2 separate regions of the Sus scrofa genome follow, and region 1 is linked to region 2. The links are chromatin contacts, called in public HiChIP or PLAC-seq maps. All regions are on one chromosome and are shown on one strand. Each heading gives the region's core, a stretch centred on a gene start, on an enhancer-like site or on the middle of the called end of the contact. The rest is flanking DNA. Distances are from core to core; before and after follow the strand shown. Region 1 has its middle 24 kb from the start of LDHB. Region 2 overlaps C2CD5 (C2 domain-containing protein 5).

The links. HiChIP or PLAC-seq counts read pairs in DNA pulled down with a chosen protein or histone mark.
Region 1: an H3K27ac HiChIP or PLAC-seq map of alveolar macrophages shows a contact between it and region 2. The contact joins two enhancer-like sites. A contact is called at or near these places in 1 of 47 Hi-C or Micro-C datasets (fetal skeletal muscle) and 1 of 2 datasets of contacts at active chromatin or transcription factors (alveolar macrophages).

What each region holds. Positions count from the first base shown.
Region 1 is chr5:51,784,946-51,788,857 of Sscrofa11.1, reverse strand. No RefSeq gene overlaps it. Among named protein-coding and RNA genes, the nearest start is that of LDHB, 24 kb to the left of the region's middle. Within about 2 kb of position 2,032, at least 4 of the 83 cell types and tissues checked have an H3K27ac peak or open chromatin away from gene starts, as enhancers often do. A contact at or near this core is called in alveolar macrophages, where this site is marked.
Region 2 is chr5:51,095,925-51,099,894 of Sscrofa11.1, reverse strand. C2CD5 (C2 domain-containing protein 5) reads right to left here. Exons shown (of 25, transcript XM_021092231.1): 13 at 2,067-2,258. Among named protein-coding and RNA genes, the nearest start is that of C2CD5, 57 kb to the right of the region's middle. Within about 2 kb of position 1,639, at least 19 of the 83 cell types and tissues checked have an H3K27ac peak or open chromatin away from gene starts, as enhancers often do. A contact at or near this core is called in alveolar macrophages, where this site is marked.

The sequences.
Region 1 (3,912 bases), core at 783-3,282, 690 kb before region 2:
ATGGCAACACCGGATCCTTAATGCACTGAGCAGGGCCAGGGATTGAACCCACATCTTCATGGATACTTGTTGGGTTTGTTAACCACTGAGCCACGACGGGAACTCTTAGAGTATGGTTTTTGAAGAGGATTTTCGAAGCAAGCCAGTGTTGATTGAAGAAAAACACACAACCTGAAAGTTGTAAATTGCGCTTTATTTGGGGAACTTCCTGATTACTACCAGAAGGGGGACCCTTGCCAGGGTCCCAGAGTGGGCTCTTGTCTAATACTTGGAAATGAATTGTCCAAGGAGACACAGAAGCAAAAGACTTTATTGGGAAGAATGTTGGCAGGACATATTATGGGCTGGCGTCTCCTCCCTCCCTTTGCCCCTCCCGAATTCTCCCAGTCAGTTGCTGGGGGCAGCACCGAGTTCCTTATTGGAACCTCCTGCTGTGAGACAGCTCATGCAGGCAGTTATAATGGTGCCTGGCCAAGAACTATGGTTTCTTTAAGGGTTCCCTGTGAGGACTATAGCCTGGTGGGCAACCCCCTGGATAGCTCTGAGGAACTGTTCTGAAAAGAGGAGCCAGGATGTAGAGGACTTTTGCTGAGATAAAAAAGAATGTTAGTTGAGCATCAGTAGGTTACTGCTAATTACAAAAAACAGACAACTAAGGTTAATAATCTTAATTCTTTTCTAAGGTTGGGAAAATGTCATTTGGGCTCACTGAAATCATTCCTTTCGTATGCACCTTAACTATCTAGGGCCATTATCCTGGTTTTCAACATCTTGAATTCCTGCAGGATGCACTGCAGGGGGCACCACAGAGGCTGATGGCTTGATGGCCCCAACATACTTTGTTTGCTGAAATGACAGGCAACATTTTTTTTTTTTTTTTTTTTTTGTCCTCAGTAGGTACTTGGATTGAGAAAAAAAATGAACCAAGATTTTATTTTTTCCCTGCAAGGAATTAATTTTTTTTTTTAAATTTATGTATAGCTGGCATTTCTTTTGTGGCTCAGTGGTTAACAAAACTGACTAGGATCCATGAGGATGAGGGTTCAATTCCTGGTCTCGCTTAGTGGGTTAAGGATTTTGTGTTGCCCTGAGCTGTGGTGTAGGTTGCAGACATGGCTCATATCCTGCACTACTGTGGCTGTGGTGTAGCCTGGCAGCTGTAGCTCCAGCTCGACCCCTAGCCTGGGAACTTCTATATGCCATGGGTGTGGACCTAAAAACCAAAAAATAAAATAAATTATAGTTGATTTACAATGTTCTGTCAATTTCTGCTCTACAGCAAAGTGACCCAGTCATATGTATATACACAGATATATATGTATATTCTTTTTCTCATATTATCTTCTATCATGTTGTATCACAAGTGATTGGATATAGTTCCCTGGTGTGCAAGGAATTTTTTTTAACAGGGAGAGCGTGTGTAAAGAATGGAGGTAGAAACCACAGTGATGTCCACAGAAAGGCAAATGGTTTGTTAGACTGGACTGAGGGAAGAGTGCTGCAAAATGATGAGAAATGGAGAATTTGTAAAAGGCTTTAACTGTTAAGGGAAACACGCAGTAAATCTCGTTTGCAGGCGGTGTTAACATTCTTGACAATTCCTGTGCCTTGCCAGCAGCTTTTGACCTTGTACTTCACACCTAGGCCTATATTGAGACGCAATATAGAATAATAGCCATTTAAATTTCACTGTCTAGCATAGCCCACAAAATTCTAGAGGTGGAATTTGTGTTTGGAACAATTTCGAGGACCTCATAGAGAATTCCCTAAATCAAGTTAACCAAACTCACTGTAATTTATTAAAGTCAAAATTCTGTATCAGCAAGTTGAAAGGTGAACCTGAAATTGGACAATTCTGTGGAAACAGTAAAGCTTTAGCTCCTGAAACTTTCCAAGGACAAGGAAAAAATAACTGGAAAGGTAAATGTGGGCCAAAGTTGAAAGATTCTTGTTTGACATCCAGTCTCATTGCAGCAATAGCTGCAGTCTGCAGGGCTTTCAGTCATGTCCTTAAACACTGCCACCTAGTGGAAATTTTCTAGAAATATTGTGTAAACTTCTAACACTTTCCGTATGACTTCACTCTTCTCTTTCTGTCATTCCCATCAATGACAATCTGGATTTTTTCTCTTTATTTAAGTTTTCTTTATTATTGGTTTTGATAAGTTTAAAACTGGAAGAGTTGACAAGAGGATAAGTTTTGGGACTGAGACAGATCTGGGTCAACCAGGACTCTGCCTCTTGCTAATTTTGCGGTTTTGGGTCAATTGCTTAATCTTTCTAAACTTCAGTTTCCTCATTTATAAATGGGAACATTCTGAAGACTAGAGATAATACACTGAAAGGACAAAGGAACATATGAATGCATGTGAAAGGTGGCACATAAATTCACAGAGCAATTGATACAGCAGTGTGCTACATGTATAAAACAGTTACAGGGTGAGCCCAGGCTTGTACACAGGGGGATGCTGACTGACCAATCAGAACAGGTGTTGGCCTTCAACAGCCAGTAGGACAGCGATATGAATACATAGGCTGATATCCGCCCTATCTGTCCACTCACCACTTACTTCCCAAGACACTCTGGTTTCAGCTGATTTCAGTGGTTGCCTCTGGGAGTGAAACCTAGGTGACAAGGAGTGGGGAAGGAAACCAACTTCTCCACTATTTACTTTTTTTAACCAAATGCATTTATTACCTAATCAAAAAATAAATTGAAATAGTTTCACAGGAAAAAATAAATACATAAATTATTACGTGTTTTAATAACAGAAGTATTAAAATGACATTTTGGGTCTCCTTCTGTTTATTTTAGCATTTTAGTTACCCATTAATTTTAAGAAGATGAGTTTTGTATATATTCTGGGGTAATATTCATAATCTGATCATTTCATGGCACTTGTGCGTTGTGGCTTTTCTGTAAAGGGGGGCGGTTCAGACTAAGTTTCTTTACTTTTGATGCCAGATTTGCCCAGACCAAAAGTCCTCAGTTTCTTTCAGCCAACTCACTTTACGTACACTGGTTTCTATGCTTGGAATAAAGCAAACTTCATTCGATTCATTCTGTGATACTGCCATTGTCATAATATGAGTTATCTTCCACTTCAGACAAAATAGAAACAGACAAACCAACCTTGAGTTGTCTGTCTTTGAACTGAAGTGCCTGCAGTGCTGATGGTGAAGTCAATGGGGCAGTTTTATTGAGCTATTTCGTCCTGTGTAGAGAACTAAATTTTAGAGAATTTTTTTTTTTTTTTCACTGTCATATATCAAACACTCTTCAGAATAAGGAGTTCTGGCTTCTGGCTCCTTTGTTCCTGGGTACTAATCTCCTATAGTATCTGTCAACTTTAAAATAGGGCTCATAGGAGTTTAGGGGGAAGGATTATTGGTGAAAGAAGCTGAGAAAGGCGAGCCTATGGGATTCCTTTTGTGGCTCAGCGCGGGTTAGGAGCCTGACTAGTATCTATGAGAATATGGGTTCAATCCCTGGCCTTGGTCAGTGGGTTAAGGATCTGGTGTTGCCACAAGCTGTGGTGTAGGTCACAGAGGCAGCTCGGATCTGGTGTTGCTGTGGCTATGGCATAGGCCTCAGCTGCAGCTTTAATTTGACCCCTAGCCCAGGGACTTCCATATGCTGAAGATGTGGCCCTAAAAAGAAAATGAGAAAAAAGAAAAAGAAAGGCGCACCTAGGAAAGCCCTTTGCTTGGCCTCTTAGTGAATGTCTGAATAACTGACCTCCTGATAGACAAAGATGGGATGCTCAATCCATCCACAGACACCAGGCCTGCTTTGCTCAGTGTTGCATTCCCTGTGTCTAGTCCAGGGCGTGGCAAACAACGCATGTGCAAAGAATGTGATCTGGGGGATAAATGAGATGAAGGGCACGTGATGCTAACAAGCCCCTGCCT
Region 2 (3,970 bases), core at 390-2,889:
AACGAATCTGACTAGCATCAATGAAGACGCAGGTTCGATCCCTGGCCTTGCTCAGCAGGTTAAGGATCTGGCGTTGCCATGAGCTGCAGTGTAGCTTGCAGACATGGCTCAGATCTGACATTGCTATGGCTGTGGTGTAGGCCAGTGGATACAGCTCCAATTCAAACCCTAGCCTAGGAACCTCCATATGCCACAGGCGCAGCCCTAAAAAAACAACAACAAAAAAAAATACAGACAAGAAAGTAACAGAGAAGAAACAGTGAGAAAGTCTAACATACTTTTAACTGGAGTATCAAGAAAAGAGATGAAACAAAGAACTAATCTAAAATTTTTCTAAAATATGTAAAAGACACCAATCCACAGATACAAGAAGTCCAAGGTATAGCAATTAGGATAAAGAGAACTCCATACCTAACACTTCATAGGCAAACTGCCAAAACCAAAAACAAACAGACTAGCTCACATATAGCCTGAAAAAAAAAAAAAAAAGGGCACATTCAAAAAAAAAAAACATCTAATGAGTTATTTCTCAATAGTCACATTGAACACCAGAAGGCAATGGAAGGGTATCTTCAATGTGCTGAAGGAAAATAACTGCTAGCCCCAAATACCTTTTGAAGATAAAACAGACACATTTTCCGACGAGCAAAAATAGACAGTTCACCATCAGCAGACCCACCAAAAAAATACTCAAGGAGAAACCTCAGGCAAAAGGAAAACAATCCTAAGTGGGAGATCTAAAATGCAAGAGGAAATGAAAGTGAAAGCAAATGGATTAGAAACATATTTTAGACGAGAACGCAACATGGCTTTGTAATAATTGTCATGTGTGGAGGTTAGGAAAGAGGACAATGCCTAAGAATACCTTATTTGGAATGAAGAACTAGACAGAGCAAGGGATCATTTATTAAAATAGAGAAGCAGAGTTCCTGTTGTGGCTCAGCGGGTTAAGAACCCAACATACTGTCCATGAGGATTTGGATTCAATCCCTAGCCTCATTCAGTGGGTAAAGGATCCGGTGTTGCTGAAAGCTGCAGTGTAGGTCACAGATGCGGCTCAGATCTAATGTTGCCATGGCTGAGGCACAGACCTACAGCTGCAGCTCTGATTCAACTCCCAGCCAGAGAACTTTTATATGATGCAGGTGTGGCCCTAAAAAGAAAAAAAGAAATCAAGAAGGCTAGTATGAAAGAAGTGGAGAAAATCAGCAGTTCAATTTGGAACAAATATGAGATGTCTATGAAAATGGGCTGTGAAGAAGACAGGGAAGTATATGGACTGAAATTTAGAAATGAGTTCTGGAGTAGAGCTCTAAATATGGGAGTCCTAGACTTATAGATAACATAAGAGTTGATAAGTTCAACAAGGGAGAAGACTTTGAGAAAAGGGTCCAAACCCATGGCTCTTAAGGATCAAGAAATGAGGAGGAATCAGCAAGTTAACTGGACTATACACATAAAGGTAGGAAAAAGGAGGGGGTGTGCCAATATGAAGTCCAAGGAGTTTCGAGAAGGAGTAAATTATCAACTGTGTGATTATTGCCTAGGTAAATAAAAGATAAGTAAGATGAGGGCAGAAATACTCAGTGGATTTGGTAACCTTGGCAGTTGTCAGTGACCTAGACAGTTGCAGCTCATTTCCTGTGCCTACCACAGTTTAGCATTTCCTACCCAAGGACACTTTAAATGGAACTTTTAACAGCTAAGTGAAGTTGTAAAAGAAACACTATATAGCACTATTCTTTAAAAGAAGACAAAGTCAATTTCCAAAATCTATTATATATTTAATGTCATTAAAGCATACTGAGTCACATCCCTAGCCTGCAACAGCTTAACTAACAATCCTCATGATAATAAACATTTGTACAGAATTTCGATACTTAAAGCTGCTTTTGCATATAAATTTGAGTTCCATAAAGAGGATCTTTTTCCTCCCAATTTTCCATACAGAATTGCCCAGCCTGCCCAGGATCACAAAGATAGGAGACAGTAGAGCAGATATTTGAAAATAGGTCTATTTGACTCCATACTCCTTCAAGGACCCCAAATACTCTTCACAAACATACCTTGCTTGAATGAGACAACCTTTTCCAATAACTATTGCATCCACCGGGAGGTCTATAGTTGTAAAAAGAACATCAGGAACTTTTTGTTTTCTGCAGTTATAGCAGTATGTGAGATGAGCTGGAAATGGCATATTCAGTTCATCATATGGTATATGGCAAAAGCCACAGCCTGCAGGCAAGTTTTCTTCTAGCCTATATGAACATATTAAGAAAAAAGACATTCCTGAAAATTCTATGCACTTTTTTCAAAAACATACATTATATATACAGTACTTATAAACAAACTATATCACAACTTCAACTGCAGTAGGTATCACTATGCCTGATAAGAAATGACCAGTGAATCAGAACCATATACGAAATAAAAGGCTTATAAAAGTAGAAAGCCATTCCGCGTTAATTCTTTGTAAAGACATTTTTCTCTTTTACAAATAGAGATGCTAACTGTTACACAGGACTGCCATTTAAAAGAGAATTCACTATATCCATACAAGCCACAACAGAAACATCCAAGTTGCATGAGAAAGGTGGTTTGTTAAATAAGGCTTCTATCTATCTGAAGAATGAAATCTAGTGACATGTGAGAACTATGGCAGAGCTGGGACAGCTCACTGGCAAAGTCAGTTTTCTCAACAGAACATTCCAAGTGTTTAAAATACAGTTCAAAATGTCCCACATTCACTTTCCTATTTACCATGACTTTTAATGCTCTGAAGTATGTAACAATCAAAATCCATTTTCAACACTGACAAAAGAAGACACTAACCAACGTCTTCCGTGTGCTTACCAGAACTAATATATCTTTCTTTGCTATATACAGACTTACAAATTTATACTAAATTTGATCACATACAGAATTTTTTGCTTTCTTCCTTTACACTAATACATTAATAATGAGTGGAAAAACAAATATGAGACTGTGGGGTAAGGGGTATTTAAAATTTATATTATTTGGGTAAACTCTGGTACCAAATTAATATATATGTATGTATACATATTTGATCATTTCATCTTTTTATGAAAAATACTTACGACATTTATGGAAGCTAAAAGATTAAAGGTACCAGTAGTCCAATAAGCCAAAAAGTCATTTCAGTTTACCTAATGCTTTCACTTTTACTTTCTCTTTCACATATATTAAAGTTACATTTAATTTTCCACAAAGCTTTTATACATAATTTTCATACAACATAGTATTTTGACTATTTTGTAAATTAAGAATTTTCTTTAAGAAAATTGTTCCATGACCTTTTTCTATTTTGGAGGTAAAGAAAAGGAAAACTCAAATAAAGGAAATTATTTCTATTTGTAGCAAACAAAAAATGTGTACTGGAAATTCTTTAATTGTTAATCTTATATGTCACTAACCAAGATACTAGAAATAATAATATGTCATACAGTGGTACATATATGCAATGACATACTATTCAGCCACAAAAAAGAATGAAATAATGCCATCTGCATAACAGTTAATGGATGGAACTAGAGACTCTCAAACTAAGTGAAGTCAGAAAGAGAAAGACAAATACTGTATGATATCACTTATATGTGGAATCTAAAATATGGCACAAATGAACCTATTTACAAAAGAGAAACAGACTCACAGACATAGAGAACAGACTTGTGGTTTCCGAGGGGGAGGTGGGGAGGGAGTGGGACGGACTGGAAGTTTGGGGTTAGTAGATGCAAACTACTTCATTTAGAATGGGTAAGCAACGAGGTCGTACTGTCTAGCACAGGGAACTACATCCAGGCTCTTGGGGTAGAACATCCAGGATAATGTAAGAAAGGGAATGTATATACATGTATAGCGGGGTCACTTTACTGTACAGCATAAATTGGCACAACACTGTAAACAAACTATACTTTAATAAAAAAAATTTTTTTTAATTTTTTAAGGTGTC